Regions from separate parts of the Mus musculus genome. Here regions 2 and 3 are each linked to region 1. A link is a contact called in public HiChIP or PLAC-seq and promoter capture Hi-C data. All regions are on one chromosome and are shown on one strand. Each heading gives the region's core, a stretch centred on a gene start, on an enhancer-like site or on the middle of the called end of the contact. The rest is flanking DNA. Distances are from core to core; before and after follow the strand shown.

Region 1 (4,522 bases), core at 604-3,103:
AGGCCCCCAAACTCAGAAATCCTCCTTCACACAACCTATTCGGTTGCTATTAACATACGGTTTCTAAGCCACAAAGAGAGTCTGCGTGGAGGAGAAAGAAAGAACGAGAGGGCTTGTGTGTGTGTGTGTGTGTGTGTGTGTATGTCCCGTGACTGATCAATTCGGGTTCTCACTTAAGAGTCTGTTTAAACACCGGTCGCTGCTTCGTGTCACTGAGCCACGCACGGAAACTCTTGGATACACCAAGCAATGACAAAAAATTGGGAGTTGAAGCTACATCTGCAGCAGCTTCAGGTTCTTATCAAAACAAAAGCAGTGGCACATGTCAGGCGGCCCACATGAGCCAGAGGAGGGAGTGTGTGTTGGGGCGGGGAGGTGGCGGTGGAGGCGACAAACTGAAGCTGGAGTTGAACTTGTCTAACCCCCCTCTCCCAACTCCCACCGCCTAGCTCTTGGTGCTCGAAAGGAAAACCAGGGGCGTCCGGGACCCCGCTATCTCCCACTCCTTTCCCCACGCTCCGCTCGACTACTCCCTCGCAGGTCTCCTGGGGGCGGAGACGCCGAGTTCCCCGGGGACCGGAGTTTAGTCACCAAGAAGAGGCGGTGACAGAGCGTGGCTCTCGTCGCACACTCCCAGGCCTAGGCGGCGCGGGACGCGAGGCCGCCGCTCAGGACACCCGTGCCCCAACGCTCCCCGGCCCCGTCCTCCCGGCCGGTGAAGTAACCCCTTTGCCCCCAACGCGGAGCGAGCCTCCACTCCCGCCCCGTCCCCACCTCAGCCCCGGCAGCCTCCCACTACCAAACGTCAGAAGCCACGCGCGACCGCGAAAAACCCAGTCCGGGGCCAGCCCGCTTCCTGCCCTCGGGCTCGGAGAATCCCTCTCCGGGCTGAGGCACCGGGGCGGCGCGCGGGCTGACCCGGCGGGGATCCCGGAACCGGCGGCCGAGCGCGTGCGGCCACGGCGGGGAGGGGCGAGGCGGGGAGTTTCCGCCCGCCCGGGCGAGCGCGGCGGCTCCGAGCGGTCGCCGGCCTCCGCGGGCCCCGCCGCCAGCCGCCCCACGCGGTCACGGCGCGCGGGGGATGGGCGGCCCGGCCACCCGTCACGAGCCCCGGGAGAGAAAGAGGAGACAGACAGACAAAAGGGCGCGGGGGCGGCTGTCCCCGCTGCGCGGCCGGCCTTACTCGTAGTGGCGGAAGATCTCGTTGGTGACTTTACAGTAGAAAACTTCCTCGTCCGGCCGCAGGTCCCCCGGCGGCTTCTGCCTCACGAAAGGCTTTCGGTGAAGCAGCGGCATCTCCCGGCTGCGCGCGTCCGCCCGCGCCCCTAGCAAATTGGAGGGAAAGGAGAAAGCCGGTAAGGTCGGGGAGCGCCGGGGCGGCTCGGCTGCCTTTTGTGTGACAGACGAGTCCGGTCCTCCCCGCCGCCGGGGTGCCCAGTCTGTCGGGCGGCCGCGGCCCCGGCGCGCCCCGCGGGCGCCTCACAATGGGGCGGACGCCCGGCGGCGGGCGGTGCGGCGGCTCCCCCCCCCACCCCCCAGCGCCGCTCCGGGCCGCCGCACCACCGGTCCCGGGACTCGCAACGTGCTCGACGCATCCCCGGGGCTAGGCGGCCACGGAGCCCGGGCGCCGCCGCGCTTTGTTCCCGGTTCCCCGGGACGCCGGCTGGCGAGCCCCTCACCTGCGAGCACTTGCCCGCCGCCGCACCTTCCCACGAGGAACGCCGCGAGGTCCCGGCCCGCCCCGCCCCGGAGTCTCTCCCGGCCGCCGCCGCTCCCGCTGCCACTGCCGGGCTCCGCGCGGGGATCGCGTCCCGCCGGCACTTCCCCGCCTCTCCGCGCTCCCGGGAAGTTTCTGAGCTACTTTCGGCTCTGAAGGAGGAAGAGCTGTGGGGAGGAGCTTTTCGCTTCTCGCTTCTACCTTTTTATTGGCTACTGGATGACTTTTACAGCCTGTCACTGATACAGGAAGAGAGGGCGAAGAGCCTGGGAGAGCTACATTATTAATTAATGGAGCAACCCCTCGTGAGGAATCAGAAGCATCCTCCATGTTTGAGATTATCGGCCAGAAGATCTGGGGAAAGCGCTAGTGTTCCTTAAACACATGGCAGACAAAGTAAAGTCTTCATCTTTTCCAATGGGCCACCAGCGCCCAGCTATTGAGTTGAAAAGGGGATTCCGGCTCCGATTTAAATTGCGTTTTGAAGAAAGGAAGAATAAGAAACGAAATCGCTAAAACCCTCAAAGTATTTTGCATGCGTAATCATCCATCTTGAAAGAAAGAACTTTTTTTGACACCAGTCCTTCTTGATACTTAAAACAATTCAAAGAGTTTGATAGCTCAGGAAAAGACAAAAGTTTGAAATGTCATCTCACTTATATGATCCCCCTACATATTTAAAACTAAACCCAGAATTTTTAAAAAGTATAAGTAACTTATAATCTACAAGTAACTTAAGGTCAATTTTCAGTTCAATTAGAGTCCTAACGATGTTAAATTTACTACCGAGATGTCTCATTAAACAATTTTCCCATATCAGTAATTTTCACAAATGAAACCAAATTTAATTCTTATAAGACTTGGGACTTTTGAATTGAAAAGGATATTCTAAGTTAGAAGTCATTCAGAATGTTCACCAACTTTTAATAATTTTTGCCATCACTCTATTTGCTTATTTGCAAATTAACATGTAAGAATGAGTCTAAAAGTATAACTGAGGAATAGTCTTCCAGTAAAATGTTACTTTTTTTCCTAATTACTAATGCTGTGAAATGATTTTAAAAACTGGGATCTTCTATAACTATTTGTATGTGGGTGGTGGTGTTTAAGACTATTTACCAGTTATGAACTTCTCAAACTACTATGATTATAGAACGAGTAAAATAATACTTGGTGAAAGTCTGTTCTATGGCACTAAAAAGCAGTTAATAGTGTGTGTGCATACACATTTCTGCATGAGCATAGCCACAGAAGCTTACAAGTCTCCCAGTGGCAAGTATATACGTAAGACTGTATGCTTTTCAGAGAAGTACACAGTACACACTTAAAGACTTGGTGTTTTGAAAATTGACCTCCAAATTTCTGAGTTCGAGGCCAGCCTGGTCTACAGAGTGAGTTCCAGGACAGCCAGGGCTATACAGAGAAACCCTGTCCCGAAAAACAAACAAACAAAAAACTTTTAAAAAATTGACCTCCAAATAATATACAGAATAATAGTAAGAATTCTCTAGGAAGTAGTTATTAATAGCACCTACAACAGTCCCCTAAACAAGGGGCAAGAAGAAAATTTAATTTACAAGGTGAGTGTTGTGTGTGCGTGCATGAGAGAGAGACAGAGAGATAGAGACAGAGAGAGAGAGATAGGTGAACCCAGGGGCCTAAGCATGCTAAGCCCCTAGCCTGAGGTCTGTATTAGCACAGTATGCATATAATCCAAAAGTTAAAATAAGTGGGAATCTAGAAAGGGATTAAACTCTCTGAATACTTCTAGTTTTCAACTTACTATTTGCTACATTTTAAAAATTGTTAAATTATCGAAAATCGAGATAGGCAGGCAAATGGCTCTGTGGATTAAGACACTTGTCACCAAACCTGACTACCTAGGTTCCATTTCCAGAACCCACATAGGGGAAAGAGAGAACCCACTCCCATAGATTGTCCTTTGATCTCCTCTTTTGTGTGCCCCCCCACTCCAATAAGTAAATATGATTTTAAATTTTTCTTTAAAAATTTAAAAGCAAGTGTTTATTTTCTTATTATAAATACAAATATTGACTATTTAGATTATTTTATTATGCTCCCAAAATTAAGATTTTATTCTTTTACCTATCAAATAAATACTATCAAAATCGATTTTTCTGTTCTCATACTCAATTTTCAGTATACTTATGTTCTGGGTTTTATGTATAGTTTATTTAATTTGTGACTGTTAGAAGGTGTTATGTAAGCTTAGAAAACTAAAATTATCATGTACAAAAGTTTGTTTTCTTGGGGTCATTAGGATAAGAATGGCCCCCATAGGCTCAGATATTTGAATGCTGAGTCACCAAGGAGTGAAATTCTTTGAAAAGATTAGACCGATTAGGAGGCGTGACCCTGTTGGAGGAAGTGTGCCACTGGAGGTGTGCTTTAAGGTTTGAAAAGCCCTGGTAAGGTCCAGGCTCTCTCTCATCCTCTGCCTGTGGATCAGGACACATCTTTCATCTATAGTCAGACCTCAGAGGTCTAGAGCCACTGTTCTCATATCAGACTGAGGGCCTCCCATGTGAAGAACAGCGCAGAGCTTAGGTGTGTTCTAGACCTCTGCTGCCCAGGAGAATCACCTGTGAGTGTTTAGAAAATACTGATGCAGATTGTTTTTTGGTTGGTTGGTTGATTGGTTGATTGGGTTTTTTTTGTTTTTGTTTTTGTTTTTTTGTTTGTTTTTTTGAGACAGCGTTTCTTTGTCTAACAGAGTCATGGCTGTCCTGGAACTCGCTCTGTAGAAACGTCTGGCCTCAAATTCACAGAGATCCAACTGCCTCT
Region 2 (4,522 bases), core at 515-3,014, 460 kb after region 1:
GCTGGCGTTCTGGATCCAGAGAGTGCCCCATGGAAGAGTGACCCCTCGAATGAGGCTTCCTAGTGAAGCGACATATGACAAGTAGATGACATCATCAAATTGGGGCTTACAAACACCCAGCAGAAATCAGCTGTGGACGATGAGGTGGTCAGCTAGAGCGTCCATTCAAGCTTTCTCTCCTCATAAATTCCCATGGCTGAGCCTGTGCTCCTCACCCCCACTGCAGGCTTTTTTTGGGGGGGGGCGTTGAGACAGGGTTTCTTTGTATAGCCCTGGCTGTCCTGGAACTCACTTTGTAGACCAGGCTGGCCTCAAACTCAGAAATCTGCCTGCCTCTGCCTCCCGAGTGCTGGGATCAAAGGCATGTGCCACCACGCCTGGTTCCACTGCAGGCATTTTTAATGTATTTATTTTTATTTTATGTGCATTGGTGTTTTGCCCGCATGTATGTCTGTGTGAGGGTGTTGGATCCCTGGAACTGGAGTTACAGACAATTGTGAGCTACCATGTGGGTGCTGAGAATTGATCCTGGGTTCCTCTGGAAGAGCAGCATCCAGTGCTCTTAACTGGGGAGCCATCTCTCCAGCCACACCACTGAAGGCATTTTTACATCACAAGATAAACACAGTAACCCCTGCTGGAAATGGTTTACCTTGTAACTGTTCTCAAGGGCACAATGTTTCATTTGGACTGTCTTGCGTTAGCTCCCTTCCTGTCACAGATATCCGGACAGCAAGTTCCAGAACAAAGAGTTTTGGAGGACGCTTTGAAACAAATATGTTTGGGTCTGAAATGGGGGTCAGGGGAGGCAACCCCATTTCCAGAGTTGGCCTGTCAGTGAATGAAATCACACACGCCAGCTTACCAAAAGGATGCCCATCACACCCTTAAATATACACTACCCACCACAGGCTACTTTTCAGATCCAATGCAGATACCACAATGACTTGTGGCTTCAGCTTGCATAGGCTCATGCTTCATTCCAATTCAGTGTGATTCAACCGATTCAGGATGAAAACCAGTTGCTTTTATGAGCTGGCCTTGCCACAGGGATGGAGGCTGGTATGCAGGAAGGGAAGGACCCAGGAGCGAACAGCCTGAGGTGAGGGGATGCTAGCTTTTTCTCAGTGCCTCCCAAGCTGGGAATTTGTCTCAGGAGCCTGACGTGAAGATCCAAGGCAAATGTGCAGTGCTCAAGCTATCACTGGTACTCTGCTCCGTGATACCTACCCTCGGGGGACCAGAACACAGAACAGTGATACAGGTTCATCTCTAAAGAGCTGCCTTCCTGATGCTGGCCTGACCGATATCAGGTTCTGGCCTACACAGCTTGTCTGTAATTTGGGCAAAGCTACTGGTCATTCAGGTGAACAGAGCTCAACACCATCTGAGCCCTCCCCTCCCCGCCCCCACACCTCTGCCAGCTCCTGGTGGCTGTGTGCAACAGTCTTGACCCCAGCAAAGTGTCTGGGCTGAGGAGGGAAGAGCAGAAAGCTTCTTCCTCTAGAGGGTTCTGTCCCTTCAGAGCTCTATGTGGTGACCCCCACCCCGCTTGCTCCTCTTCCAAGGATCCTGAAAGAAGCTGAACATGGCCGCCCTCCTAGGATTTTAGGTCAAGTCCTTAGCTGGAGCCAGGCAAGGACTGGGCCTGGCTCCTTTGCAAGGCTGACTATAACTCCTCCCATCTGCTCTTGGCCCTTCTGTCCCCACACCTCTCCACAGTGTCTACCACACAAAAAGAGGCAAGCAGGGAGGCGGGTGAGCTGGGAAACTCCCGTCACCCGGCTGCCAGCTGAGTATAATTAGCCCCGCTGCTTTCACAGAGACAACACTGTGTGCCTGCCAAGGCCAGTGCTAGCTATCTGTGGCTTGTTGGCTGCTTGCTTCTCAGGGCATTTACGCCTCCAACCTCCCTTCACTAGGAAAAAAAAAGCAAAGGCTGGGACAGAAGGTTACAGTAACAGAGACGCCTGGAGCTTGAGGACAGGCCCTAGACCTAGTGGAAATCTTAGGGTGGTTCTTTCTTCAGAGTCCCCCTCAGCCCTTCTGCCGCTTCGCCACTCATAGAAGTGAACAGTCAAGCAGGAAGTTGCGTGCACGTCTACAGCCAGCAGCTGCCTTTCCTGGCGGAGGGTTCTTGTAACAGAAGCCTCTTGGGCTCTTGGGGGCTGGTCACTGGGCCTCAGCTGTCCCAGATGACAAGCTTCAAGTGGTTTTTGCTTTTGAGGAACCGACTGCTCAAGCCCTCATGGACCTCTAACTGACTCGTGCCCCAGGCCTCTGCTGACTACAGCTCTATCTATTCCTTTCACACACTCCGGCTTCCACCCACTGATTTCCATCCTGGGCTTTGTGTCCAAGGAGATGTTGGTTAAAGCATCGTTTTGCTCCCCGAACGACGCTAGGCTGTGCTGAAACTTTGAGGGGAGGAAGGACAGCCGGAAAACATGAATCCTGGCTTGACAATGAATATATGCACTCTGCCCTCCCCTGGGACCCTGGACATCAAGTAGTACATCTGCATTGCAAGTGGACAGTTTTCTTTCTTCTTAAAGATTGATTTGTTTATTTGTATGTGCACGTGTGTGTGTCTGAATGCGTTTACCTACACCGCATGCGTTCTGGTAGCCGGTGGAGGCCAGAAGGCATTGGATTGCCCTGGAGTTTTGGAGTTATAAGTGGTTGTGAGCAATTTGATGTGGTTGCTGGGAACTGAACCAAGGTCCTCTGTAAAAGCACTAAGTGCTCTTAACCACTGAGCTGTTTCTCCAGCCTCTGGACAAAGCTTCTTGTTCAGCGGGCAGTGGTGGCACACGCCTTTAATCCCAGCACTTGGGAGGCAGAGGCAGGCGGATTTCTGAGTTCGAGGCCAGCCTGCTCTACAGAGTGAGTTCCAGGACAGCCAGAGCTACACAGGGAGACCCTATCTCAAAAAACAAAACAACAAAACAAACAAACAAACAGCTTCTTGTTTCTGCTGAAGGCTCTAGTTACCCACACCTGCTAGAGGTGCCGGTTTCTCCAGATTTCTTAGCCACTTCTCGGGCTTCCATCTGTTTTCATCCTTGAGTCCCTGAGTGATGACTCTAAGACCAGTCCCTTCTCCACTAGCCTTTCCAAACTCCTTGGAGATAAACATTCCTTAAAGTTCATATAAGGTGCCATCATGTTCTTGTCCCAAACCCAGTGGGATACTACAGTCTCGACACTCCAGTCTCATGTCAAAGCTTTTCCCCTTTAGCCCAGGTTTTCTTTGCAAGCTTGTCACCAGCTCCTCTCCACACTGGCCAATTTATCTTTCAGACTGACCATCTGTCTACTTATATTTATCGCAAACCAAAGCAGATAGAGATGGGACAAGGACAGAGAACAAGGAAGCAATTCATATGTCCATTGACAGACCTTGATATATATATAGGGTGACTTTGAACTTCAGAAAGATTTTGAGGGATTAGGGAGCTGGCTCAGTGAGTAAACATGCTTGCTTGTGCAAGTCTAATGAGTTCAATTCAATTCCTGGTACCAAGGAGACAGCATGAACAACTATCTCAGGTCCAGAGAGAGCAGTTCACAACCTGCTGCCCATCCCCCCTCCTCTGGCTCTTACATTCTTTTCGCCCTTTCTTCTGCCATGCTCTTGGGTCTTTGTGCAAAGGAGTGATGCAGAAGGCCCCTCTATGGCTGAGCACTCATGGTCACTTATTCTGAGCACTTTGATTAGTTACCACTCTCGACCTTAACTGCTGCCCAGATTTGAAGGAGCCTCTCTGGCCAAAGCTGAGAGCAGTGTAGCTCTATGTTGCTTCCTTTGCTGTGATCAAACATCATGATCAGGATGGCCTAGTTGGTCATCAATGGGAGGACAGGCCCTTGGTCCTGTGAGGTTTCTACGCCCCAGTAATGGGAATGCCAGGGCCAGGAAGTGGGAGAGGGTAGATTGGTGAGTGGAGGGGGGAGGGTGTGTGCGGAGGGGATAGGGGGTTTTTGGAGGGGAACTAGGAAAGGGGATAAAATTTGAAATGTAAATATAGAAAATATCTAATAAAAACAAAACAACAACAAAAAAGTCTTGATCAAGAGCAACTTGAGCAGGAAGGGTTTTCTTTTCCCTGGCTTCCCCTTGCGGGGAGAGACTTATGAGGTCTTATCCTTAGCTGAGGAGCCAATGGCAGTTGATGAGGGTGTGGTCTCTGGTAGTGTGCTTATACTCCAGTGGATGAGCTTATACCCATTCATTTGGTTAGCATTGGTTGGATTCAATGAATTATAAAAGAAAAAAAAATGAAGATGGGAGGGAGACACATTTGGGGAGACTTAAAGGGAGTTGGAGTTTGGGGAGTGGTTCATGAACGTAATCAGAATATATTCTATTTATGAAAATTCAAATAATAAATGAAAGATTATATACATAGGTACATGTGCGTTATATGTGTGTGCGTGTGTGTGTGCATGTGTAATTTTTTTTCTTCTGCCTCTGCCTCCCAAGGCCAAGTGTTAGGGTTAAAGGTATGTATCACCATGC
Region 3 (4,522 bases), core at 1,401-3,900, 410 kb after region 1:
TTGGCAAGCAGCGCCCCACCACCTTGTACTCCCGAAGTGTGCCCGAAGCCTTCATGGCACTGCGTGCTCGTTCACCGCCAGTCACAAAAGGCGGATTTAGTCTTAATTTATGTGCTCCAAAGGATTAACATGCTCATTCAGCAAGTATTTATTTATTTATTTATTTATTTATTTATTTATTTAGGTTTTTCGAGACAGGGTTTCTCTGTGTAGTCCTGGCTGTCCTGGAACTCACTTTGAAGACCAGGCTGGCCTCGAACTCAGAAATCCACCTGCCTCTGCCTCCCGAGTGCTGGGATTAAAGGCATGCGCCACCACGCCCAGCTATATTTATTGTTTTATATATGCTAGGTATTGTCCCCGTTAAGCTGTATCTGTGAGCAATGTTGTGGAATTCTGTCTTCTTGGCACTTAGAGTAAGAATGGAGGGATGGCAAGAAGTAAAGGTTTTGTTCTGGCTTTCTGGGTGTGAGCAGCCCGGAACATCAAAGACTGTGGAGAACCAGACAGTGTGGGAAGGTCTGCACAGGAGCCAGCAGGAGCGCCACAGGTTTCTGGAACAGCAGAGCTGCAGATGAGCCTGAAGCATGTCAGAACCAATGCTTCTCAGGCATCATCAGCCTAAGTCCACCCCCTGCCCCAGGTTCTCTGTGGGCATCAGGATGGGGCCAAGGCTGTGGTCATCTCTCACGAGGACAGTGAGGTACTGCAGAAGCTTAGCATGAGCAAGAAACAGGACAAGTTGCCCAAGATATGTGATGCCTTTTTGGCCTCCAAGTCTCTGATCAAGTAGGTCCCGATACCCTGGGTCCAGGCCTAATTAAGGCTGGCAAGTTCCCTTCCTTGCTGGCACACAGTGAAAATACCGGGCCATATTGACGAAGTGAAGTCCACAATCAAGATGAAGAAGGTGCTGTGTCTATTGTTGCTATTGCTTGAGGATGAGGAATGAGAGGTCTTACAACACCCACTGGGTTGTCTCTTTCTTAGTACCATTACTCAAGATCTGGTAAACATCCAGGTCTTATACACCAAGAGCCCTGTGCCTGCGTTAGAGCACATCCTACCATAAGGTGAATAAAACTAAGAATTATATAAGGAGCCAACTAAGACATCAGGAGCAGAGAGAGGAAATGCTGAAGATTTGACTGCTACAAGGTGTGGGCTCTAAATACAAAGAGCAGGAACTGGAAGGAAAGAGATGAGGAATCCTGGTTTTGCCTATTTTGGGTAATGAAATGTCTGTTTATTCTGATGGAGGCAACTAGGGAAAATTCAGCTTCAATGGACAGTGCAGTGCAGCCCTAGATATGAGACATCTGGATTCTAAGGTACTAACAGAGGGCTTCCCCTAGCAGTCTTACAGAGAACTTCTCCGTGACTGTTCAGGCAAACTGTAGGTGTTATAGTACACTTGGCTGGGAAGACTGAGAAAAGTACGCAAAGGTCAGGAGTTAATCCTGATGTAAGGACCTGAGCTAGAACCAAGGGACAGCAGCTCTTATCAGCACACTTGGGAATTGAAGCTGGAAAGTACCGGGTGTTCCAGAGCGGCTGCTTACATGGGCTATTTTCTTAACCCGTGTTTCAATCTTGGATGTTGTACACCCTACCCCCACCCCCAGACAGCCTTCTTTTTCCTGTGTAGCCTTACTGTGTCCTGAAACTCATTCTGTAGATCTGGCTAGCCTTGAACCCAGAGATGTCTCTGCCTTCCAAGTGCTGGGATAAAAGATGTGTCCCACCACACCTGGCTTATATTTTTTTCTAAAGGAAGAAAAAAATTAGCTCGAGAAATTAAAACTTCCTTATGAAGAATCTCTTCAAATGTTTTGCTTTAAAATGGGTGCTTTTAGAGAGAACGCCACAGATCTGAATATTTCAGTATTACATCAGTAAATTGTTATAAATATTGCTGTAAACAAAACTTTTATTTAGGGAGGGGGGAATAGCTTAATAATATGCTTCGATTTTTATATTCACTAAATAGGGGCTGTGCCCTAGGGTGCACAATGTGCAGAATTTTACAGTTTGAAAAACCACCAGTTTTCCAGGAGTTGCTTCGCCGCCTTGGAATTACTCTCCGGTATCCAGCCACCAGCAACGATCTTGCTCATCATCAACTAAGACTGCTCAACCTCTCAAGTTCCCATCTCTGGGCCGCTGTCCAAAGGAAAGTCTTGCCAGACTAGAAGAAAACTTTTGTTATTTCCAGTGGCTTCTTCCACTAACCCTCTTTCAGGCCCTACATTTAAGGGTGGCTGTTGCATTCCTTTCTCCCCCAAAACGTAGGAAGAGAAGTGGCTGGTAAAATGAAGGTTAGGAAGAACAAAGCCAGACTCCGGGAAGACAGGAGAGCAAGTACAGGCGCCCAAACTGACTGCGAACGCGGTGACCATACTGTCTCCAGAGGTCACAAGTAGGCAAAGGACAACTGCAGGCACCTTGAAAACTTCCTCTTTTGGCCACTCTGATCTCCAGAACGCACTAACGGCCGGCTGCGACCCAGAGCCACCACCCGGAAGCCCGCGGACCGCAGGCCGGGCGCGCGAGGGCCCGCCTACTCAGGGGCAGTGCTTTGGGACGTCCCGTCCCCACCGGAAACACCGCCAGTCCCTCACCAGAGCGGAAGCAGCTCCGCCGGTGCTCCGGAAGCAGTAGCCATAACTTCCGGGAGGGGGCTTGGGTCCCTGGTGTGTGTGCTACGGGGTGCAGACTGTGTTTAAAATAGCAGGAACGCCATGTCCCGGGGTTCCAGCGCCGGTTTTGACCGTCACATTACTATCTTCTCTCCCGAGGGCCGACTCTACCAAGTAGGTGAGTGACTCAGGGCCTCCTGCGGGACCTCCGAATTGCTCTGTCATGCTTCGGCCTGGAGCGAGCGGACGCGGCCCGAGGATGGTTCGGGGGCTCGGAGAAGGGCCTGAGCCAGGAAAGCAGCAGGATCGAGGTCGGGCCCGCTCTCGTCTTCCCAGCCCGGTCTGCAAGCGGGCTTGGAGGCTGAAACCGAAGCGTAGTGCTCTTCAGGAGCGCCTTACTGGCCAGACACAAAGCAGTAGGGCTTTGCACTGTGATGCCCGCCTTCTGCCTTTCGGAGTCCCCCGTAGCTCAGCGATTCTCAATCTTCCTAATGCTGCGCCCCTTAAATCCAGTTCCTCGCGTTGTGATGACCCTCAGCCATAAATTTGTTTTCGTTGCTACTTCAAAACTATGTTTTTTTTGTTTTTTTGTTTTTTTACTTCAATGAACGGTAATGTTTTTTCAGATGGTCTTAGGCGACCTTGTGAGAAGGTTTTGGTACTGGGGGTCGCGACCCACATGTTGAGAAGCACTGTTTAGCATCAGTCTACCTGGAGCCTGAGTCTTCCCTTCGCTGAGAGTGGTTGGTTCTTTAACCATCCAACTTAAATGCACACACACCACACACCCTCAACCCTCCTCTGCAGTATAGATAGATGACTTGCTTTGTGGTCAACTCTATACAAGTGTGTAAAGCCCTACCAGACACTGCTGGTTCTAGAAAAGAGATCAATGTCACTCGTCCCTACTGAAGCTGACTGCTTAAAGGAAGTGACAGGAAACCAAACGAATAAAAAGAGAAGAGTTCAGTATATGCAAAGTTCACAACTGAGAAATAAAAGAACAGCAATGAACTCCTCTTGAAGTTGGCACCCCGATTTTAACCCCCACCTGTAAGAATGCTTCTATAGTTTAAAAACTGGTTCTCAGTCTAGTTGAGGCACGGTGTGTTAGTCTTTACTAAAGGAACAGCTTTAATGGACGGAAACCTGAACTTAGCATCAGTTACTCCATGTAACAATACATTTTGGTAAGTTGAAGTCGCGGCAGGGTTTGGTCTAGGATTATAGGACAGACTTTTAAGCTCTTGCCATAGAAAACTTAGTGTCAGAAGGGCGAGACATACATCTGGTCCATGATAATTTTATTTTGAAGTTTTTTATCTCAGTGTCTTGACAAGGAGAGTCATACTATCTTGGTTGGAAATCCTAGAGTTGGCCTATAAATGGAGTTCTACTCACCTATATGCTTAGATTATTGTTTGAGTTGTTGCTTTCCCTCTTTTACTCAGGGCATGAGGTAGGCGTTGCTGAGAAAAAAACTGAAAGAGCAGTGTGAGCAAGGAGGAGAGTGTGCAGAGGTCAGGCCTTGCAGGCACACCTGGACTACCATGCCTGCTGTGCCTGCTGTGCTCCATACTAGCTGGCCTGCCACCATAGAATCTTTGCTCAATTTCTGTTTGCAAAATTGGGCTAATAATTCCTTCTATTGTGTTTTGAAGATTTAAATTAAGCAGTACATATATTGCTTATTGTGTGCTATTATATATTGAGTACTTGGTATAACAGGATGCCTGTTTGAAACTTTGACTTAAAAAATAATCTATTCAATTAGTCCCTCTGTAGATACAGAATCCCTTTCTTTGGGTCCATCCTTCTTAGTTTGCTAGTGAAGTATATTCACAATATTGTAATTGCTGTGCATTAGACTAAACTTTAGGTCT

What was found. Promoter capture Hi-C pulls out the DNA fragments that hold promoters and counts their contacts. HiChIP or PLAC-seq counts read pairs in DNA pulled down with a chosen protein or histone mark.
Region 2: a contact with region 1 is called in a promoter capture Hi-C map of pre-B cells. The contact joins the enhancer-like site here to the promoter of Baz1a in region 1. A contact is called at or near these places in 3 of 39 promoter capture datasets (the C10 cell line and pre-B cells), 3 of 115 datasets of contacts at active chromatin or transcription factors (bone marrow-derived macrophages, memory CD8 T cells and pancreatic cancer cells) and 1 of 9 other capture datasets (adipose tissue).
Region 3: an H3K4me3 HiChIP or PLAC-seq map of embryonic stem cells shows a contact between it and region 1, with 10 read pairs. The contact joins the promoter of Psma6 here to the promoter of Baz1a in region 1. A contact is called at or near these places in 7 of 39 promoter capture datasets (the C10 cell line, the HPC-7 cell line, cranial neural crest and 4 more), 2 of 484 Hi-C or Micro-C datasets (embryonic stem cells and nephron progenitors), 3 of 115 datasets of contacts at active chromatin or transcription factors (double positive thymocytes, embryonic stem cells and extraembryonic endoderm stem cells) and 2 of 9 other capture datasets (adipose tissue and liver).

The regions. Positions count from the first base shown.
Region 1 is chr12:54,984,483-54,989,004 of GRCm38.p6, forward strand. Baz1a (bromodomain adjacent to zinc finger domain 1A) reads right to left here and starts at 1,854. Exons shown (of 27, transcript NM_013815.2): 1 at 1,680-1,854; 2 at 1,184-1,325. The coding sequence starts at 1,296. Gm51983 (a long non-coding RNA gene) reads left to right here. Exons shown (of 3, transcript XR_003950194.1): 3 at 1-167.
Region 2 is chr12:55,445,102-55,449,623 of GRCm38.p6, forward strand. No RefSeq gene overlaps it. Among named protein-coding and RNA genes, the nearest start is that of Gm36571, 15 kb to the left of the region's middle. Within about 2 kb of position 1,765, at least 352 of the 459 cell types and tissues checked have an H3K27ac peak or open chromatin away from gene starts, as enhancers often do. A contact at or near this core is called in adipose tissue, memory CD8 T cells and pre-B cells, where this site is marked.
Region 3 is chr12:55,396,175-55,400,696 of GRCm38.p6, forward strand. Psma6 (proteasome subunit alpha 6) reads left to right here and starts at 2,651. Exons shown (of 7, transcript NM_011968.3): 1 at 2,651-2,817. The coding sequence starts at 2,742. It also overlaps the pseudogene Rpl18a-ps1.